Regions from separate parts of the Mus musculus genome. Here regions 1, 2 and 4 are each linked to region 3. Evidence: chromatin contacts called from public promoter capture Hi-C data. All regions are on one chromosome and are shown on one strand. The core of a region is the stretch at or near the end of the contact, and the rest is flanking DNA. Distances in the headings are between cores, read along the strand shown.

Evidence for each region. Promoter capture Hi-C pulls out the DNA fragments that hold promoters and counts their contacts.
Region 1: a promoter capture Hi-C map of pre-B cells shows a contact between it and region 3, with 3 times the contacts expected there. The contact joins the promoter of Tbc1d8 here to the promoter of Il1rl2 in region 3. A contact is called at or near these places in 2 of 39 promoter capture datasets (liver and pre-B cells).
Region 2: a contact with region 3 is called in a promoter capture Hi-C map of liver, with 3 times the contacts expected there. The contact joins the promoter of Rpl31 here to the promoter of Il1rl2 in region 3. A contact is called at or near these places in 4 of 39 promoter capture datasets (cranial neural crest, liver and pre-B cells).
Region 4: a promoter capture Hi-C map of cranial neural crest shows a contact between it and region 3. The contact joins the enhancer-like site here to the promoter of Il1rl2 in region 3. A contact is called at or near these places in 3 of 39 promoter capture datasets (the 3T3-L1 cell line, cranial neural crest and embryonic stem cells), 1 of 115 datasets of contacts at active chromatin or transcription factors (pancreatic cancer cells) and 2 of 9 other capture datasets (liver and macrophages).

Annotation. Positions count from the first base shown.
Region 1 is chr1:39,477,062-39,482,414 of GRCm38.p6, reverse strand. It overlaps Tbc1d8 (TBC1 domain family, member 8), which reads left to right and starts at 3,668. Exons shown (of 20, transcript NM_018775.4): 1 at 3,668-3,975. The coding sequence starts at 3,849.
Region 2 is chr1:39,366,317-39,371,807 of GRCm38.p6, reverse strand. Rpl31 (ribosomal protein L31) reads right to left here and starts at 3,957. Exons shown (of 4, transcript NM_001252218.1): 1 at 3,553-3,957; 2 at 1,669-1,794; 3 at 742-854; 4 at 1-506. The coding sequence starts at 3,659. The coding sequence ends at 475. Tbc1d8 (TBC1 domain family, member 8) reads left to right here. Exons shown (of 20, transcript NM_018775.4): 20 at 1-313.
Region 3 is chr1:40,322,638-40,328,219 of GRCm38.p6, reverse strand. Il1rl2 (interleukin 1 receptor-like 2) reads right to left here and starts at 3,631. Exons shown (of 11, transcript NM_001356478.1): 1 at 3,471-3,631; 2 at 1,662-1,731; 3 at 614-848. The coding sequence starts at 1,725.
Region 4 is chr1:39,684,313-39,689,972 of GRCm38.p6, reverse strand. It overlaps Rfx8 (regulatory factor X 8), which reads left to right. Exons shown (of 15, transcript NM_001145660.1): 7 at 1,323-1,400; 8 at 4,365-4,478. Among named protein-coding and RNA genes, the nearest start is that of Rfx8, 34 kb to the left of the region's middle. Within about 2 kb of position 2,447, at least 39 of the 459 cell types and tissues checked have an H3K27ac peak or open chromatin away from gene starts, as enhancers often do. A contact at or near this core is called in pancreatic cancer cells, where this site is marked.

The sequences.
Region 1 (5,353 bases), core at 2,419-4,918, 850 kb after region 3:
AGTCACTGGGGTTGGCACCTTCTTAGGGTGTTCCAGGCTCTCTCTGAGCTCCTACAGTTTACTTAGACTGCAACAGCATTACTCCATCAGCACACGATATTCTGTGCGCCTGCCCCAACTTCCTCCTTTGTAAGGATCCCGCTCACTGTACTAACATCTATCTTAATAACCTCATCTGACTAATTATATCTGCATGCATCCTATTTCCAAGTAAGTCACAGTCTGGGGTGCTGGGGGGCGGTTAGAGCGCCAACCTAGACCTTTTGAGGGGTACAATCCAACCCAAGATAACACCATGAAGGGGTGATTAGCACCCAGAGGTGGCTGACAGGAGGATGCTGTGTGTGCCTGTGGATGTCTTCTTCCCCAGTTCCCCTGGATCTCCTTCCTTGTTCTGTGTCTGGAAGGCTGAGCTCCTTAGAGCGCCCTCTGAGTGTTTCTGCCTTCTATTGGCTCCTCTCTGACATAGGTGGTGGTGAAAGGCAGAGGCAGGAGACTCAGAAATGGGAGGAGAGGTAAGCCCCAGGAGCTTCTCTCTGCTCCCCTCGAGTCAAGTTAAAGAGTAAAAAATGTTTTAAATCACGCGTGTCTCTGTGGGTTTGTTCATGGGAGTGCAGTGCCTAGAGGCCAGAAGAGACTGCTGGATCCCTGGAGCTGTCTGAGTGCTGGCAACCAGACAGCAAGAACAGTAGTCTTGCTTCTAACCACTGAGCCACCTTTCCAGCCCCTACTTCTCTTGCTTTTAACATTTGACGGGGAAGCGCTAAATAATTGCAACCTGAGTGACTGTGGATGGGTCAGGAGATTTAACATTCAATCAGAACCACTGATAATTCACTGGGTGTGTGTAGCAGGTCCATCTGTTTTTTGCTGCTATCACAGAATACCACAGAGTGAATAATTTATAAAGACTAGAAATGTGCCTCACAGCTCTAGAGGCCAAGGCAGCCAGGAGCCTTTAGCCTTGACTTTGTGGCAAGCCTATGTGTTTTTTTTTTTTTTTTAAAGCTCTAGTCTAGCAAAAGGTGTTCTCTAGAGCTTTCTCAACCTGTTTCTCCAGCACCTGAAGATTCCATTTGTGCATCCCCATATCTTCAGCCCACGTCAATTTTCTGTGTCTGTTTTCCCATCTGTGAATCTCTAGGGCAGGTGTATAATAGTTTCCACCAAGATTAAAATATTCCATCCTGGGGCTGGTGAGATGGCTCAGTGGGTAAGAGCACCCGACTGCTCTTCCAAAGGTCCGGAGTTCAAATCCCAGCAACCACATGGTGGCTCACAACCATCCGTAACAAGATCTGACGCCCTCTTCTGGTGTGTCTGAAGACAGCTACAGTGTACTTACATATAATAAATAAATCTTTAAAAAAAAAATTCCATCCTACAGGGAAGCTCCTTAAGCAGGAAGGTAAACAAATAGCCTCAGGAAGGCCCTGAAACCGGCTAGAGTCACACCACCCGGTTCCACCCCCACCCCCACCCCCCACCCCTGCCAGCTACCCTTTCCTGCCAGAGTAACAATAAAAGCCAAGAGTCCCTCTCAGATGCAGTAGAGCAAGGCCACAAAGAAGACTCTTAAGCCCAGACCAGCTAGTTCCCTGGAAGAAGCAAAAACCAGCCAGCCCATCTGCCTGGAAGAGTGTAGACCAACCGAGGTACCTAGAAAGGACACTCTCCTGCCCTCAGGCTGTGCACTGTGTTTCTGGTTCCCAGCTTTGTGAGCTGTCACTCATGCTGGTGTGGGTTTTGGTGAGGCAGCTGTCTTTGAGTCATTTCTGGTCTTGTAAGTCACCTCTCACCCATATTCCTGTAAGTAACCCCAAGAAAACTCATTGGTTGACCAGGTTGGACTTTGGTGGCGTCCACACTTTGGTCTGTCATGGGATCGGTATCTGAGGTGAGTAGACATGTGTGTTGCATTTTCCCAGGAAATATCTTGTTACACAAAAGCACTAATATCCAATTCACCTCTATGGTTCTGGCCCGAAGTGCTTCAGAGAGCAAAGGGTGCCTGGGAATGTTTCGTGAAGGAATCTTTTCTTGCCACCCATCCCTGACTCCTCTGACTCTGGTGTGGCTCCAAGCCTGTGATTGTGGCTTATAAACTTCTGTTTTCTTGAGAAGATGGTTGCCTGTGGCTGGCCAGTGTACCAGCTTTCTCAATATCTCTCTTTCTTCTTCTTCTTCTTCTTCTTCTTCTTCTTCTTCTTCTTCTTCTTCTTCTTCTTCCTCTTCTTTCTCTCTGTATTTTTTGATTGGTCTGCAGAGAAATGGGCTTACTTCGTGGTGACATTTGTATACAACATGGCTCTAAAACTTGCTTATTTTCCCCTCCACCGTCCTCCCCATCCCCCAACCTCCCGTCTCACTTTGCTTTCTACAGGGCTACTGTCTGTTGGATCTGACCAGTTTCTGATCCTCCCCCAGGACAGCTTCTACTTTCCAGTTCTGTCCTACTTAACAACCACATTTTGTCCTTTTGTCAAAACCCAGGGACTAAGGGAACCTTTCCCCTCCCTTTGGCTAAGATATCCGATCTAACCACCTCCCCACAGAGAACACGTGGATCCCTTTCCCTCGGCCTTTTTCAAGGACAGCTAACATGTCTACTCTAGCCTAGAGAAAATATTTATTTAAAACCCTGTACTCACATGCCCCGTGGCTTCTCGTTACTATTACCTGCTCCCATGTTCTAGTGGGTTTGTTTTTTTCTTTAATGTTTTCTCAGAATAGACACAAGAGCCTTATTTTTTTCCGGAGAGGACCTGCAGGGGTGAGTCTCATAGTGGTGCCTTCTAGGTCCTATGTCTCTGTAAGACATTCAGTGTTCAGTATGGTCTGCTGCTGGACTCAGGTTTCTGCGTTGCCACCTCTCCTATAGCTTCAGTTGTATCCTTACAAAAGCATGAAAAAATATTCTGTAAGAGAAATAATAAGTGGGGGATGTCAAGAATGACTCCTGCTGCCAGGCCTGATGACCTGAGTTGGATTCCCAGGGTCCACATAATGGAAGCCAAGACTGACTCCTCAAAGTTGTCTTCTGACTTCCACGCGCCAAACTGTCTCTCGTGACCACCCCCTCCAATAAATAAAATGTAATAAAGAAGAAATGTAAATGTTTGAATTAACGGAAAGCAATTTCTCTGACCCTCTCCTTGCTGTATATATGGACTAAAATATGTAGCATTCTGTGTTAATTTAAAAAAAAAATGAAGAGCGCAGCATTAAAAAAAAATCCAGATACAATTGTCTCCAATTTTCAGTGTTAGCTTTTGGTTATTTGAAACTTGAACACACTCCAGTTTACTGGCGTGCATTGTGCTCTTTAAGGTTAAGACTCTGGGTTGGGCAACCTGCAGCTTGGATAACAAGATGTCTTTTCCCCCTAGGTCCTTCCTCCAGCTTTTAAACAAGGAGCGTGGAGACAACTTGCGCAGTTGCTCGCTTCCTACCGGGAAGGAGGGAATTCGAGACTCGTCCGGGACTAGAGGGAGGAGACCTGGCAGTGGCTCCGATTTCCTCCCGCCACTCCGGAACCCTGGCCGGGAGCCGCAGAGACTAGGAAACCAGGGAGGCGCCACTGGAGCCTCGGGGAGGGTGGAGGGCGTGGCTTCGGGGGTGGGCGGGACCGCGGCTGGTGGGCAGGGTCTAGCCGGGGCGGGGCCACGGCAGGCAGCGCGGGGTGAGCCCGGCGAGCTGTGGTCTCCGCGCTCCGGGGCTCGGCAGGCGCTCCCGCTTCTGTCTCCGCGCGCAGTTCCCGCCGCCTCCTTCCAAGCGGGCTCGGCCCGGTGCGGCCGGCTGCTGGGGCGATGTGAACCGGGACCCGCAGGCGCGGCAGGTTCGCCGCGATGTGGCTCAAGCCCGAGGAGGTGCTGCTCAAGAACGCGCTGAAGCTCTGGGTGACCCAGAAGAGCAGCTGCTACTTCGTCTTGCAGCGGCGCCGCGGGCACGGCGAGGGGGGCGGCCGCCTCACCGGTAAGGGGCGCGCGCGGCGGCCCGGCCCGGCCTCTGTCCCTGCCGCCCGGCCGCGTCGCAGGTGGTGTCTCGGTGGCAGCCGACGAGGCCAGGACGGCCCTGCCTATGGCTTGTTTTCCTTTTTCCTGCGTTTCTCACGCGAGCTCCGGTCGGGCTTGGAGCTCAGGGACCCACGGGCCGAGAGAGGCAGGTGCATCTGGTGTGACCTGGCTCGCGAACGCTGGAGACGCAGCTTCTAGAGCTTGCCCCAAGGCAGCGAGATCGGGGCGCCCTAGGGCCCCGCCAGGTGACAGAAGGGTGCGCCCAGGCAGGCCCGGACTTGGCCATCTGGACGCAGCTGTGGCTCCAGGTGGTGTTGCAGCTGCGGACTTCAGGCCAGATCATCGGGAGGTTCTAGAGATCCAGGACTTTCTGGCCCAGGAGGCGGGGGCTGTCTTCGCTTCGAGGGGAAACTGAGGCACTATAGTTGCGTAGCGAAGTTAAGCATGCCGCTTTTGTTTCTCCTTTCAATGTCTTCTGTGGAACGATAGGACAAAAATACGATAGGCTTTGAAGTTGTCTCCAAGCAAGGCATTTTCCCCTTCTAAAAGTTATGGCTCAAAGCTGTTAAGAGATTGGGATCAGCTCGCGTTATTAGCTAGAGCACCTGCTCAATCAGGGAAGGGGAATTGTCGTGTTTTGCCTAGGGGGTTGGAATGATTCCTTTGGTTAAGGAGCCACCTCTGGTAAAAGGGACTTCAGATGATGGTCCTTTCATAACCTTCTACTGAATGTCGCTGAGGGGGTCAACAGACCTAAACGGTGCGCTCGGGTTAATTGCTGGTGACTGTCTGCACCTGGGCCAGTCTGGAGACGGCCCTTTGGGAGCAGAGTCTGGTTGGAGAAATGAGGAATATGCTTCTACCTAAAATCATGTATTTTAGCTTCAGGAAAAGCTAGCAGGTGTAGGGTGGGGTCAGGGTCCACGATGACAACCGAGACTCTCCTGAGAATTCAGTAGTGGGTAGGAGACCACAGGATTCTGGTTGAAAGGGTTAGTAGACAGTGGAACGTTCTGGGCAGCTGAGTGGCCACGAACCCCCCTGAACAGGGACAACTTGTGCAGCAGGTGGGCTTCGTGGGGGTGGGGGGAGAGTTACAGTAGAAGGAAGGGGGCCTTTGAGCCCTTTGTGAGGCCCTGGGTAGCACCATGGAATTTAGTGTTGGACTGGAGAACAAGAACTTGGTAGCATCCTGCAAAGCTCAGTAGAGGCCAAGTGGCCTGAGAGGGCTGTGTATGTACAACACTGGAGACGGTGGCTTAATTGATGGTGGATTAAGTAGAGTATCTGGTGTATTAGTCATCTGTTGCAGAGGGTGACGGTAGGACAGGAGACTT
Region 2 (5,491 bases), core at 2,708-5,207, 960 kb after region 3:
TGGCAAAGATGGCTGGAAAGGCAGAGTTGATGTCCCAGGTCCAATTCCTGGGACCCACACAACATAAGTTAATTCAGTACGTTTAAGTTATAACCTCAATCTTTACCTAATCTTAGGCTCACACATAAACCTGGAACTGAAAATGAGAGCTTACAAACAAGCTGGGCATTTAATTGCCAATACTAGGGAGGAAAAGGCAGGTGGATTTCTGAGTTCAAGGCCACCCTATTCTATAGAACAAGCAGTGCCACAAGAAACCCTGTTTCAAAACCAACCCAAATCCACAATCCTAATAAAGTGACTTCTGTGAAAAGAATGTTTCACGTATTTCTAATTTCCCATGTACCCAGAACAGAGATTCTCAGATTAATTTCCAACACCCTGTAGACCCAAAAATTCCACCCATGAGGCAGACAACAGAAAGGAAAACCAAACCCTGAAGGCAGTTCTGCAACTTTATTTGACACGAGCAGGTTAGTTCTCATCCACGTTGACCGTCTGTAGATCTGGAAGGAGAGTAACAGCCAGTCAGCACCCACGCATCCTGCCCCAGCTGGAGGCCACTGCACAACCCATGGCCTGTGCCGCCCTTCCCAGCAACCTCTGTACTATCTTCCCCCAGCCAGTTAGTTTTTAAGGAACATCTGATAATTTAACCTGCTGCTTACCTCTTCACTGAACATAGTTAAGACACACATCATCTCACATACAATAACTCCTGCGGAACGCTGGGATACTTACTTTTGAATGTGGTAACAGGCACGTAAGTTACCAGCGTGTAGAGCTTGTTTGGGGAATCCTCATCCTCATTACGTTTTCTGGACAAGCGTACTCGGATGCGATATGGAACGTTCCTAATAAAAATGTGTTGCTAAGGTCAATGCTTCCGTCAGAAACAAGGCAGTTTCTCACATCTATCCCTGTTCCTTGTGTTCTGGCAAACAAGCCTCTATGACCTTGAAAACACCCAGGTGAATGAGCAACAGGCCAGTCTCAGGATGTGTCAGGCCTGTTAGGATGTCAAGGCAGTCACCAACAGTAACCAATTATTCTTAAGCAGACAGAAAGTGACTGCCAACAGATAATAGCCATTAATTCAAATAAAAGGTACACACAACCCTCCCCCTTCAGAAGCCACATAGCTGACTTATCTCCTTCCTTCGTAATCTTTGGAGCTGCTAGGTGCTTATTTAGGCCCCAGATCTCTACAAACTTCTCCATGCTCTCGTGTACCACCACTCACCGTACCTCAAGGCAGATACTGCAGTTCTCTGTTGGATAATCTAATACACCTCAAACCGTATGCTTATGATAGCAGCTGTACCCCGCCCCATCTTACTTAATCCACTTTCAAGGGACTCCCCAACCTCGGTGTTAATCCCCTTATAGGCTACAGGACATGACATATATCAACCCTTCTGGGCAGCAGAACACTCCTTCCCAGGGAGGCCAACACCTTAGGCTCTAAAGCACTGCTTTTTCCTGCAGCCAATGGAGCTCTTCCAATACTGCTGTCTCCCTTACAACAGAAGACACAAGCTTAGCCTGAGGCATTGTCCCAGTATCTTTTCTACCCTACATCTGCTAACTGAACTCTCAAATGTGACACACACACACTATATAAGGAATTGGATAAGCTGTCATCACTGCACCAAGTAACTTCAGTACCTTATTCCCTTGGCCCAGACGGCTTTATTGAGCCTGGTGTCAATGCGCACATCTGGTGTCCCCATTTCCTTCATGGCAAACTTCCGAATTTCTTTGAGTGCCCGAGGAGCACGCTTCTTGAAGCCCCTAAGGTTCAGAACACAAGCACATTAAAAAAAAAGTCAAAAATTATATATGTAAATGGCATGCCATCATGAAACGAAGAACCCTCTGGCCAAGCATGAAATGTCCAGCTACTAGCATCAGTACTTAAGATGTAGGGGTAAATTCCAAGCATCCTATAGTTCAAGATGTCCCGCTCACTTTCCCAGAGTATCAGTCACCAACCAGGCCTGCTCACAGCAATCCTGAATGATGGTCCTGATGATCCAGCGGTTAAAAATATCTGCTCTTGCAGATGACCTAGGTTTGATTCCAGCACCAATGTGGAGCATACAAGCATTCAGGCAAAACACTCATACAAAAGGAAGACAAAGTTCTGTGGAATTGAGGCAGGCACTCTCCTATGAATATAGCCAGGGTACATGATAGAGGGCTATTAAAAAACAAAAAACTTGAACCTTTCTAGAGCATGGTGCACGCACCAATGATCCCAACATGGAGGCTGGGTGGGAAGACCTCAAATCCAAAAACCAATCAACCAAAAAAGCCCAGGTCTGTTCAACACCCGTCAAGTCCACTCCAAGTGAGACAAAGAGCATCTGCTTTCTCTATTCTACCTACCCGCAGCCTGTCTCTAGTGCCCAGACAACCCACTTCACAGCTAGCTTGAAAAAAACTCACGCAAGCAACCAGTCAGGTGGTATCACTTACAAAGACCAGGAAAGAGATGGAGCACTGAGCAATCTCAATGTTATGGTTAGGGAATTGGAAAAAGTGGGGCTGCCGCAGTCAGTGAGTAGATCTCAGAGGGCAGACCTAGCACTGGGCTCAACTACTACCCGAATGAATGAGACAGGGAAAGCAAGGAGTGGAACAAAGCAGAGGCTTGGTTTACACCACAATGGGGACCAAGAAATTACCAAAGAATGAAGGAGGCTAGAGATTCTCACATAGGGCCTTATCAACAAAATACAAAAGGCCTGGGGGGGGGGTACGACTCGCTTCTACAATGCTCTATTCAAGGCTGCTTTTAAAGAGTACCTTTCACCTGAGAGCGACTCTTCCTTCCACATACTGGGCAACACCCACACCACCTTTAACTTGTGGCCTACTTTCACTTTGTCACAGGCCTAAATAGTGCTTCATAGTGCTTAATATGCCCAACCATAGAGGAAGGAACGTGGCCGACCACCAGCAGTATTCATACCGGGCAAAGACCTTGGGGCAACCCACTAGGTGCAGACACACATTTCAACCCGGCAAAATCTCTCCGAAAATACTAAACCATCAAGTCCAAGAACTCAAGCTCTAGGGCTGGAACGCAAATGCAGATAGGTCGTGTACAAATAAGGACCGCAATCACTCTCTGTAACCGCCACTTTACTACAACTTGCCCCGAATTTGCACAAATCTGTATAATCGGACGACGAAAAAAAAAATCGTATTTCGCACTTGAGGTAGTAACCGGCCACTTTCCTGCAGCGTACAAGTCACTGACTTTCCTTTTACACGTCCGGATTACCAGAACTCACGTTTTAGCACCACCAACCTTCCCCAAGTCTAACCGCTCCCTCAAACTCCATCACAGCCTCCAGTCTCCATTTCCTAGCCGGTTGCCGTGCAAGCCAAACCCCGCACACCTTCCACGTACACACAACCACACCGGAATAAACCCGCTTGCCCTCTAGAGCACCCAGTCTGTAAGCAAGGCTCGCGGGTGACAGCCCAGCCCGGCCGGAGCCCGAAGGGGGTCGCGGGCCACACCGCCCGCCCGGTACTCACACTCCATGGATGCGCTTGTGAATGTTGATGGTGTATTCTCGGGTCACCACCTCGTTGATGGCAGAACGGCCCTTCTTCTTCTCGCCACCCTTCTTTGCGGGAGCCATCTAGACGCAGGCGACAGGGAGGGAGGCTCTAAGCAGGTAGTGGGAAAGCCCAAGCCCGAGCTAAGGTGCACCCGTACCCCGCAGGCCGTCCTCCCACCGCCCCGGACCGCAGAGCCTCCGCGCGGCGCGGGACAAACCCCACCGAGCCTGCCCGTCCCGCGCCGGGCGCGGATGGCGCCGGATTTCAGAGCCGCGACCCCGCAGCCATACTCACTCTGCCGGGCCCAAGTAGGAAAGGAAGGGCGCGAGGGTTTGTGGGAGGGAAAGTCGCGTAGCCGTACAACTTCCGGGTCACGGGGAGGCGAGGAGGAAGAGGTGTGGCGAGGGAAGTTAGGAGTTAGGCTGGGGCGTAAATACAGCGCGCGTCAGGGGCGGAGCGAGCGGCATGGGGCGGACCCAGGGCGGGCCCAGGGCGGGGTCGATCTTGTCAGTCTTCTTGCAATCTGCCTTGAGCAGTGGAGGTGCGGGATGGGATTTAAATCCCAACCCGAACCCGGATTCGGAACGCCCGGCCGGGAGGGAAGATACTCCAGTTTTTCGGGTGCACTCGCTCACTCACTCTACGTTTGTTTAATCTATTAGATACTGTGCTTGGCGGAAGGTCCCCGGAATGACCGAGACGACAACAAAAGAATTTATTTTCCAAGTCGAAAATGCCCACGGAAATGCCAGGCACGTCCGTAGAAAATAGATCTCCGAATCTAAACATGTCCGAATAGCCTGTCTATTGGAGTTTCAGCAATGAGCAAGTTTCAGGATCTCACAGGCAAGAAGACAGGCAGGCAGAAACTCCACGATCTTACAAGGAACCTATGTCTCTGCCTCCTTTGGCTAAGGGATGCTGGGGCCTTTGGATTCCCCAAAGGTCAGACTTGGGGTGGACAGGCAACTGCTCTCTCTCTCTTAAGAAAATAGTGTCCACAGCCACGTGTGGTGGTGCACACCTGTGATCCCAGAACTTTGTGGGTTGAGTTAGGTGATCAGGAGTTCGAGATATCCTTGACTGTAGTGGGCTAAACACGCTTGACAATATCTGATGACTTCTCAGTGGGGCTAGGAGGAAAGGAGCAGACAGGCTCGGTTCTAGTTCTTAGAGAATCCAAACCAGAAGGGGTTCTATGGGAGTGCTGATTGGTACTGGGGTTGAGCTCAGAAAATTGCAACGCAATCTCCCAAGCAGAGCCACTCAAAAATAATTTAAAAGGAAGTCTGGAGCGATGCATTCAGGAGGCAGAGCAAGAGGATGCCAAATTAAGGACGGACTACACAGAGGCCAGTCTTGGCTACACAATGAGACTAGATCCAAGAGTAAGGGGAGGAGAGAGGGAAGGGGAGAGTAGAGACTGAGGGAGGGAGAGGGAGGAAGGGCTATAAAGAGAATATGAAAATGTGAATTTGGGATCTTTAGCAAGAAGACAGAGGAGCCCACTAGTCAGAGTGTGCTGACTTGAGCAAGAAATGATAATTAGTTATGGTTAATAAATAATGGTTAATTAGAAAAGCTGAGTTTATAAAAGGCTGTGAGTTCCTGACTTCATACTAAAAGTAAAACATGAATAATTTAAGGAGTCAATAAACTAGACATATCCGTCCACACATGATTAAGCTAAAAAATCAAAAAGGAAAAAAAATTCCCCTGCCTCATTTCTAATGAGCTTTTCTACAGAAAAGCAAGGCTATTTATCTCCATAATATGAAGTCCATCTGAGCACTAATAGCATTTCTCTAGATGACTCAGATTAGATTTTTTTCAGTATATTACTGGCTGACTTTGAGATCGTCAAGCTACAACATGAACAGAAATTAAAGCCATTTTATATCGCTAAATTTTT
Region 3 (5,582 bases), core at 2,382-4,881:
CTAGCAGACTCTAGTACTCTCCAAGCAAAATTGTCTTCCATGGAAATAGTTCAGTAGTCCACTGCCACTCAAAAACATTACCTCTGGCACATGGATTCATGTAGACACTAGAACATCTCCCAGATTTGCTAGCTTTCAAATGTCTGCCTTAAGCTGATTCCTTATCAGATGTGTTTGAATGATCTAGTTGGGTCTGGATCAGCCAGTTTTCCAAAACCATTAGCCATCTTCGGAAATGGCAGCAATCTCATTGATAAAACACCTCTCTCTGTAAGCTGGTCTGGGCTAAAACTTCAATGAAGAAGATGGTGCAATCTGTGCTCCAAAAGTTATTTCTAAAGCTGTTCTGCTTTCAAAAGTGCTCACTGGACGTCATCTCCTGCCAGTTCAAGGCTGCCCTGCATTTGTGTAGCAGCTGGTTGTGGTGTGTAGCGGCTGGTTGTGGTGGTTCACACCTGTCCTTTCAGTACTTTAGAAAGCAGTTGGAAACTTGTCTAGGCTATATAACAAGTCTCCAAAATAAAGGCCAATAATACCCATTTTCTTAAAAAGTTGTCTTTAGAAATGGAGAGGGAGACTTGGGAATTAGTTCCACTTTAAATGAAGGACTTACCTTATAACACACTGATAGATACCGGAGTCCTCCAGTGTCAATGGAAGAAACAAGATCCAGGTCTGGTCCTGGTGAACTCTAAGGTGTCTGTTGTTAGATACTGGGCTTTTGCTAGGTGTTTTGTACCATGTCAGATTTACTGCCCCGTTTGTTTCTGGCGGGTATGTGCAGTTGAAAGGAAAAGGCTGGCCCTCTGAAATTATCACATTGTGCATAAAAATGTCCTCACACGTATCTGGGGAAGGAAAGGAAAACAATAAAATAAAATAAAATAAAATAAAATAAAATAAAATAAAGGCAGAAAACTGGAGTCATTATTCTTTTTAGGGAATATTTTGCTCTGGTCAATGTGAAATTGCATTTAGGAGTTTGTTTATTTGGGGTGTTTCCCCAAACTAGCCCAGTCATTTAGAAGCATAATGCTAAGACCTTCAAATGTATAGTGAGGACAAGGCTTCCCCAGGACCCTCCACAGAACCACGGCCCCTGTGTCTGTATCTGTTCACTCTTCTGCCCTTAGTCTCTGTCTCAACATAGAACCAACCTGGTCGTTTTCCTGCCTATACTTGCAGTCAGATGTATCCTCGTTCCACAGTGCTTGGTTCTAAAGACAGCTTCCCTTTAAAGCCCATTTCTACCAAGTTGGGTTTTCTTAGAAACTTGTACTCTCTGGTAGTTTTGGACCATAAAATAGCCCTTTATATGAAATAGATGACACTAGTAGCCCATCTGTTTAAGCATTGGAACTGAGTCCACTCGAGTGTTTGAGGACTTCTCTGTATCACCTGTTAGTCCAAAGTTCCAAGGTGACATTTGGGGGTTGAGCCTCCAAGAAGTTGGGAATGAACTTTTCCTATCCCTCCCTCCCCGCTCCCTTTTTGACCGGCCTGCCAGATTATCTGGTGGAAAGAGTGACTAGCAAGGTTGGGGCTTAGTTGATGCCCCTGCAAGTGGGTGAGTCAGGGGCACGGAGATGAATGACAAAGGATGCTGCTGGCAAGGCAACAGGTCTCTGGGATACAAGGACTCACAGACCCGCAGAACTTACCTGCTGCCACGAAAAGCAGAAGCAGGAAAAACACCCCACAGAAGAGCAAAGATGTAACCCCCATCTCAGGCTACAAAGGAAAAGAGAGGACAATGGTAGAAGTAAGGGATGCAGTGAGGCTGGTACCTTCCCGCACACAATTTTAGAGAATCCAGAATGTCAGTCCCAGTTCAGGTCACTGGCCTTCCTTCCCCTCTGCATGGGGAGCCCTCCACTTGGCCTCCCTCCGTTCCAAGGCCAGCCTTTCCCCATCTCCATTACACCAGACCTTCAGAAGCCAGTAAACGCCGACTGGCCTGTGAAGGGGACTGGTGGGGAGTTGGGAGACAGGGCCAGATGTGCTGGCACTTGGATCAAGCCAGGGCCAGGAGACTGAACCCCAGCCAGAGCAGACTGTGGACCCGCCCAGCGTGCATCTGGGATCGCATGGGTCGGAGGGGCTCCCCTGTAACCCTATGTGCTCGCTGGCTGAGCGGTAAGTGCTGGCCCACCTGGAAAGGGCAAGGGAGAGCAGGAATCCCAGAGTTTGACCCAAGTCCCGGCCCACTTTCCAGGTCGGAGTCTTCTAGCCGCCCCAGTGACTATTGATCGCTAACTCCCTCCGCTCCGGCTGCCCCGGGCTTGCTCCACCTGCCTATGGGGTCTCAGAGCGCTGGGTCTCGTGGAGCAGAGCGGGAACCACTCTGGGGACCGAATCCTGGTTGGTCACCGCACTCTGCACCTTGGGCATCGCTTCTCCGCCGCGGGCGGAACAGACTCACCTTCCCCAAGTGGAGCAGGACAGAAATAATCCGTCCTTCGAAAATCGTTCAGTCTTTTTTTCCTGATCCCAGGCCAGCACGTTCATCTATCAGGAATGTCGGCTTAAATATGCTCCAGATCATCGCTAAAAATTATTATATCCTTTCCAAACACTATCTGAGCGGTTCTTACACACCCAGCACTGTCCTAAAATGGACTATTCCAGAGGTGGAAGCGCTTCTGAGAAAAGGCATTAACCCCACCCCAGCCCCGTCCTCGTGCCAGATCTTAGGTAAAGCAGACTCCCGACAGGTTGAGCACCGATACAGTCAGTCTAAACTTGCCATAAAGTAATGCTTGCTCGGACCTGTCTTCCTGCGCCAGAGACACTGGAGACCCCACTAGGCACTGAGAAGAGCAGTGGCGGCAAACGCTGTCAGACCAACAGCTTCTTAGTGGGCATCCCTCGGAGTCTTTGTGGATTAGAAACTGTAAGACTTTGAAAACAACCACAGCGTCAGTCTGACTAGCTGTCCCAGGTTCACAAAGTTAAGATGTACACGTGTCTGTCCGAGTACTGTCCCTTGGCAGAAGCACTCTGCCTTACAATTCTGGGATGATCTCTGTGTTGAGTAAGTCTGCTGATGCATGAGGAATCAATCATTAGTTCTGGATACAGAACAGATATGGGGATAGTGAGTTTTCAGGGAAAACAAAAACAAAAACCACGACGTTAAGCGGAATGAGAAACAGAAGAAACGTCCTACCTATACGGAAATTAAACAAACAGGAAGCTAAGATGTAGAAGAGAGATTACAGGGGTGGGTGGATGAAGCCGGTGAAAAGAAGCTGGGTTCAATTAGTGCGCACCAAACCCCAGTAATATATAAAATTAAGACAAAACTGATTGAAGTTTTAAAAATAAAAACACAAAACTATCACGTGTGTGCACGCAGAACCTCCCAGAGAACTACGGAAGGAACTGAGACTGTACTCACAGAGGTCTGAAGGACAATTTCAGCTTTGTTTGGAGTGGCCAGAAGAAACCCAGCTTTGGTAGAAACTTACTGACTTCAGTCTCCTCTGGTGACCCCCCTCTTCTTCTCACTTTTGTATCTTGAAGTGTGTGCCACGCAGTTGTCAAGGGCCACATAATTCCAAACAAGCTGTGTCGCGTAAGCAACAAACATCAGAAGCCATCATCTCCCAGCTTCCGGTCTCTGTCCGCCCAAACCCAAACTCCCAGTCTTCAGCTTGGTGCTTATTCTCTCCCCTCCCCCTCCCTTTGTGTGTGTCTGAGTGGTGTGTGGGGGTGGAGAGCAGAGAGGGAGAAGCAGGAAATTCCTTAAGCAATGTAAGATATTCTTACATAAGATTTCCTAGTCACTGTATAAAATTTACTATACTGTGCACTTACATAACTTACTTTTTAATAAAAGCATTATACTTGCGGGATTTAAACATTTGAGGTGTGGTCCTTCTCAATAAAGGCTTGCCCCATCCTGTGAGCATGAGCAACCGACGTGTCTCTCTCCCTTAGCCATTTTGGTTGTCCCATTTTTTTTACGTTTTGCTAATTATTATACATAATGTTGCCGCGACAATCCTGGCAATGTCTCTTACACGTCTGAGAGAAGCTCCTGGATCATTAGGTAGGTGTGCCCTCGTCTGCGTTGGCAAACCTCTGACTGATTATTCCATGACACCATTCTCTAGAGAAGGATTCTGATGCCCCATGTTCTTGCCAAATATTAAAGGCATCCGAATGTGTCCGATGGCACACTGAGTGTTGGGAAGACAGCTTAGAGACATGAGCCCTTCAACAGCTTGCCACCATGATTTTCTGGTAAATAACATTTTTTTAAAAGAGATATTCAACTATTAGGAAGCACATAAGATATGAAATACAGTTAGGAGACAGGTGGAAAGAATATGATAAGGCACAGCCTTTCTCCTGAGCAGTGGCCTGGAGCCCAACAGGTAGATGTCTGGGGCAAGAGCTCTCTCTTTCTACTTTTTACGTTTTATTTTTACTATGTTTAATTATGTGTGTGCATCTGCACTGGCTATGTGCATGTGACTGCAGGTGACCATAGGGTCCAGAAGAGGGTGTCGGCTCCCTTGGAGCTGGAATTACAGGTGTTTGTGAGTTACCTGATATGGGTTCTGGGGACCAAAGTCTGATCTTCTGCAACAGCCATTTACATCCCTACAGAATGAACCGTCAGTACAAAGTCTCTGAAGGACCGAGTTTGGGACACTCCAAAAAAAAAAACTGAAATGAAGGGAGAGTGATTGCCACACAGCAGAGGGGAGAGCTGGGTAAACTGAAGTATGGAAGTAGGTGTGGCTAGATCACATGGGGCCTGGGAACGACAATACAATGGCTGCCATTATTATAGGCAAAATTAAAAGATATTACAATGTTTAAATCAGGAAAAATATAATCTCACACTAATTCCTCCTCACCCCGGAATTGGTACCCTTACCACTAAAGACAGCCTAAAGCGCAAAGCACTAAGGGAACAGCACAGGTTTTCAAACCAGGTGCACATAGAGCTGAAGAGGAATGGCAGGGTGAAGGCATGGGGGCGGGGGAGTTGCATGGGGAAAGAGTAGATCTAATAATACACAAAGGCAGGGCAAGTCGGTGTGTGCTACTGAGCTCATGGCTGCTGTGTTCCCCTGAGACACAGAGAGTGGGGGTTAGGGCCTAGACCAGCAAGCCCTTCTTCAGTAACAGGGGAGAGAGAGAGAGAGAGAGAGAGAGAGAGAGGGAGAGAGGGAGAGAGGGAGAGAGAGAGAGAGAGAGAGAGAGAGAGAGAGAGAGAGAGAACCAGGAGATCAGAAGATAAAGAGGATAGAAGAGAGAGAAGATTTAAAAAAAAAGTTTGGGATCTGGAGGTCTTGTACAAGCTATGGCTTGAGCCAAGCAAGCTTATTTAAAAAGTACAGCATTATTTGATGTACAACTTCCAGGGGAGAAATGGGGGTGTCCAAAGAAGCTACCCGACAACGGGACAAAGTCAGCAGGAAGCTAATCAAACAGTGTTGCAAGAGAGGAACACAGGGTTTCTGGAGAATACTATATATAGGCCATGCATACAATGGCCTTGAGACTGATAACCAATAACTCCATACAGTCAGAAGAGTTGAGATCTCAGGATCTGAGGTCACAGC
Region 4 (5,660 bases), core at 1,198-3,697, 640 kb after region 3:
CCTCCAGGGCCTGAAAATGGATGTCTTCCCTCAGAACTGGTGCCAGGCCCCCTGGGACTGCTGTCTTTCCTCCTCTGAAGTGAGGGCTTCCCCATGAAAGAAGGGACTAGAAAAGGGAAGCAGACCCCTGGCTCCTCTAGGAACTCGGGTGGCAGCGTTCAGGAACCCGGGTGTCAGCCGTCGGGGCCTTTGGAACACTGGTGCAATCACAAGCAGGTGCTTCGCCAGCTTGAGGGTCAGAACTCAGAACCCATCAGCCAGGCAAAGTTGAGCACAGAGGTACAGGTCTAAAGTCTCAGCGCCACAGTGGATCGCTGATCACTTGCCAGCTAGCCTAGCCACAGTGGTCCCAGGTTCAGTGCTACCCTGTCTCAAGGAATGAGGTGAAAGTGATAGAGGGGACACTTAGTGTCCTCTTTGGGCCTATGTAAGCACACACAGGCATAACACACACACACACTACCACCAATACCACCACCACCACCACCACCACCACCACCACCACCACCACCATCATCACCAATCCTCAAAAAGAGGAAGTCCACAAGATGGCTCAGCAGGCTTACCACCAAGCCTGACAGCCTAGGTTCAATCCCTAGGACTCACACAGCAGGAGAGAGCCTCCTCTACCTCACATATGTGCTGTGTCATGCATGTTCCCATATATACCCACATGCGTGAATGTGACCTCACACATGTGCTGTGCCATGCATGTTCCCATATATGCCCACACCCATGAATATGACCTCACACATGTGCTGTGTCATGCATGTTCCCATATATGCTCACACCCATAACTATGACCTCACATATGTGCTGTGCCATGCATGTTCCCATATATATCCACATTCATGAATGTGACCTTATACATGTGCTGTGCCATGCATGTTCCCATGTACACCCACATGCATGGATAAATACATACAAAAATCCTTTAAAGACTTTAAGGGTGGAACATTATAGATGAAGACACTAGATGTCTGCCTCTGGCCTCTGCACATGCATGTACATGTTCACAGACATACAAGTACACATACACACAAAACACATACAAAAAAAATATTACACACCCTCAAAAGTTAGAGTGCTAGAACTGACCCTGGCAGTGTGTGAGTGACCACCGAAAACCGGAAGTGCCATGAGCTGTCAGGAGGTTGTGCTGACTCCATGCACACAGCACAGGCCGGGTGAAAAGCCTGGCTACTGTCACTGTCACGCCAGAGCTGTGACAAGATTGTCCCTAGAGAACCGATCCCCTGGGTCTCTCAGGCTGATTGTTTGTGAAGGCCCAACAGAGGAGCTAACACTCATTGCCTTCCTAGGTGGTCTTTCTTGCTGATGAATACTGCAACTACTGTCGAGACATTTTACAGAATGTGAGGAACCAAGAACTGGAGAAGGTAGGCTTTTATCTATGAAATACAGGCACTTATGACCGGCTGTCAACCACTTAACTTGATAGGACCCCTCCAGGGACAGCAAGAGCTAGCCCATTGCATCAAACAGCTCATCCAGCTGGTCTGGTCACCGGTGAGTTCTGGAAAGTGGTCTTGTCTCGGCTTAGTCATTTGGAAATTCTCAGAGGTTCTGATATGGGTGTCACGATGCTTGAAGAGCAGATTCAGCTCTGCCTGAGTAGAGTGTAGGTAGTAATACCGACCTCTTCCCCAGTAATGCCTGCCACATCATATCAAGACATGCCATGGCAAAGGAAAGGGACTCTGAGGCAGGTGATCGATCCGGCACGGATGGGTGTTGCGGATTTTATTGTAGAACTGGTGACTGCTCAGTGACACACCACCTACCTATAGTGACCACCTACCTATAGTGACCACGTACCTATAGTGACCACCTACCTATAGTGACCACCTACCTATAGGGTGACGCTCTGAGGTCTCCCCATTACACAAGGAGGGGTGTAAACTGAATGTGGGAAACACATTTTTAAATTAGAGTTTATCTAGCCTATTGTGAGCCTGACTCGCGTGCGGTCAGAGGACAGTGTTCAGGACTCAGCTCTGTCCTGCCAGCCTGTGGGAATCAGGGATGGAACTCAAGAACCCATGCTTGGCAGGACACACTGAGCCATCCGACTGCCTGGACTTTACTCCTCTATGTATGAGATAAGAATCCAGAGAAGCAAGAGCACATTCAAATGGGAGCTTTCCTGATGCTTCCGGTATCTAAGCATTTCAGCTTTGAGCGGCAAGGCTCTCAGCGTGAGCACACGCGCCGTGGAGCCGGAGTGAAGCATGGCAGAGTGGGAGACACCAGTGTGCCCCTCTCTGTCTCTGCAGCATCGTGATGCCAAGCCTCTCACAGCTTCCTTCCACTCAGCAGATACTTGCTTAAATCATGTCCCGTGACAGCTCTGTTTCTGGGACTAGGAAGTCATTTTCCACAAGGCTTGAGGAATGTGTAATTTGGTAATGAGGGGAACAACGTTACACAGTAAGGCTGACGAGTCCTGCCCCTGTCCGTTAGTCACCCCTTCTCGACTGATGTGTGTCAGCAACTGTTAACTCCCACAGAATACCCGAGATAAGAAACTTAAAACGCAGGGATACTGGCTTTAATTTATGGTCTGGGGAATTTTGGCCCATGTCTTCTTGGCACTGCCCTCCAGTTTGCATCTGTGAAGAGGCAGGGAGCAAGCATCAGAACAGCCTGTTCCTCCTGGGCGAGACACTGAGAAAGAGGAAGAGCCGGAGGTCTCACCATCCTCTGAAAGCTCACAGCCCCAGTGGCCGGGATGCTGCCTACTAGGCCTAACTCCCAAATGTGCCACCACCTCCGATTAGCACACCAGCCAAGGACCACACCTTTAAGCAGTGGGCCATGGGGAAACACTCTAGATTCAAACTATAACAATTATTATAAACAAAATGCCTAGGGAGGGCTTCTTTATAAAGAGAAAAGTTTATTTTGGGTCACAGTTTTAAAGGTTGAAGGTCTAAGGATGATAGCTTTCTTGTTGGCAGCCTAGAGCAACACAGGAGCTCGTGTGCGTGTGCATGTGCGTCTGTCCATCTGTCTGTCTCGCCTTCTTATGGAGTCATGAGCATCCAGTCATCAGGCCTCTACCTCGATGGCCTTCTGTAATGCAAGGCAGTTCAGTCCAGGCAGTCACAGGATCAGGTAGAGGGAACACACTGGAGAAACACTTGTGTTTCTTACTCACTAATGAGCAGGAGCAGGGAGCTTGGAACATGGGTAGCCAACCAGGCTATGAGTGGACAGCTTTCCTGAATCTACTTGGACAAGTCTGTCAGTGTTCCTGACACAGATCCCAAGTCATGGTCCTCCTGGTGGCTCTCACTACCTGGCCAGGAATCACTTCTGGCCTGGGGTTCCTGGATACCTTAGAATGTCCCTGCCCATGGAAATCCCACAGGACAGGAGCCTTATGCTAGAGAAATGGCTCAGTGGTTAAGAGCACTAGCTGCTTTTGTGGAAGACCTGAGTCCACTTCCCAGCACCAGCACGGTGGCTCACAGCTGTAACTCCTGCTCTGGGGGCTCTGAGGCCTTCTTCTGACTCTGTAGGCATGCACACACGCGAGCACATACAGAATTAATAATAAACCTTTAAAGGAGGTGGGTGGTCTTTATCAGCTGGCAGCTGCCAATCTAATTCAAAAATTGGAATCTGGAAACAGGCAAATAAAACAGAAAAAGAAGGAACCTGACTTTTGGCCCCTTGATGTGTCCCCTACTTGATCTCTGAGAGGGGCTCATGTGGCTTCACAATTGGTGCTGAGGAGTTAGGCACGAGGAGCAATACTCTTACTTTTTTCTTTTTTTTTTTTTTTAAGCTGGAAAAAGAGCAAAGTGATCAGTCAGCCAGCCAGTCAGTCAGTAAGCTTTTCTTCTCAACCCTTGATAAAGCCCCTGTAGCCTTCATCTTATGGTAATCAACCAGGGCCCTCTGGTGGCCAGAAACAGCTTTCCCTGTAGGAAACACCCTCAAGGAAGTAGGTTTCCTAGTGGAGGGCCAAGGCAGAGTGATCTGCTATGGTTGCTAAAAAGAGGTGTTTCCTCTGGAGAGATGGTCCAGAGGTTAAGAGTGGTGACTACTCTTCCAGAAGACTCAGGTTCAATTCCAAGCACCCACATGGTGGCTCACCACTGTCTATAACTCCAGTTCCAGGAGATCTGACATCTCATACAAACATAAGTGCAGGCAAAACACCAGCGCCCACCAAGTAAGAAGAGTAGTTTCCAAACACAGCCTGTGAAGCTGATATCATAACTTTGCATGCGCTGGTGTGAGGCCTTGCCATGGCCTGTGGGGTCACTGACTATGAAGGGCTGAGGCCCACAAGGCACAGCCTGGGTTGCTGATGATATGTTCTGTCACATTAGGTGGAGGATTTAATCACATCCTTCTGGAAATCTCGGCAGCAAGACACAGTCATGCTCATGTCTCTGCCCGACGTGCGCCAGCTCTTAGGATGCTATGACATGCAGCTGTATAAGGTGGGTGGACCCTTGACTCCCCTGGGCATCCCTTCCAGAAACAAATGCCAGTACTCAGGTGAGAACAACACCCCCAATATACACCAACACAGAATAGCACCCCCAATACACACTAGCCCAGAACAGCACCTCCAATATATACCAGCCCAGAACAGCATACCCCAATACACACCAGCCCAGAACAGCACCTCCAATACACAACAGCACAATACACAACAGCACAATACACAACAGCACAATACACAACAGCACAATACACAACACCGCAATACACAACAGCACAGAACATACCCCATAAACATACCAGTCCAGATCAGCATATCCCAATACATATGCCAGCCCAGAGCAGCACCCCCTAGTACATACTAACCCAGAACAGCACACCCCAATATACATACCATACCAGAACAGCACCTCCAAAACCCACCAGCCCAGAACAGCACTTCCAATACCCACCAGCCCAGAACAGCACCTCCAAAACCCACCAGCCCAGAACAGCACCCCCAATACACACCAGCCCAGAACAGCACCTCCAATACACACCAGCCCAGAACAGCACACCACAATACACACAAACCTGTGTACAATGGACAGGGCCTTTTACCTTTTGCTCTTTTAAATTTCCTCAAACACAGAATATAATGATCCATGATTCAGATTTTAGCCCATTTTATTTTCTGAACATTTCAACCAAAGATGTGTGTGCGCTCTCTCTCTCTCTCTCTCTCTCTCTCTCTCTCTCTCTCTCTCTCTCTCTCTCTCTCTCTCTGTGTGTCTCTCTCTCTCTCTGCATATATATAATTTCTTGGAAACAGGACCCCTTGATGTAATCAAAGCTGGCTTTGAACTTACAATCCTCCTGCCTCAGTCTCTGGAGTACTGGGATTATAGGTGTTCCCAGGCCAGTCTTTTAAAAAGGCATTTTCAGGGGGCTGGAGAGAAGACTCAGAGGCTAGGAGCACTGGCTGCTCTTCCAAAGGACTCAGGATCGATTCCCAGCACCCACACGGCGGTTCACAACCTTCTGTAGTTCTAGTTCCAGGGAATCTATGCCCGCTTCTGAGTCTCCTCAGGCACTGCACACATGCATTCAGGCTAACACTAATACACATAAAACAAATAACATCCAGAAAAGATGTTTCAGAATGCAGAGCCATGGCTGATCACTCTGAAGCAGCGCCA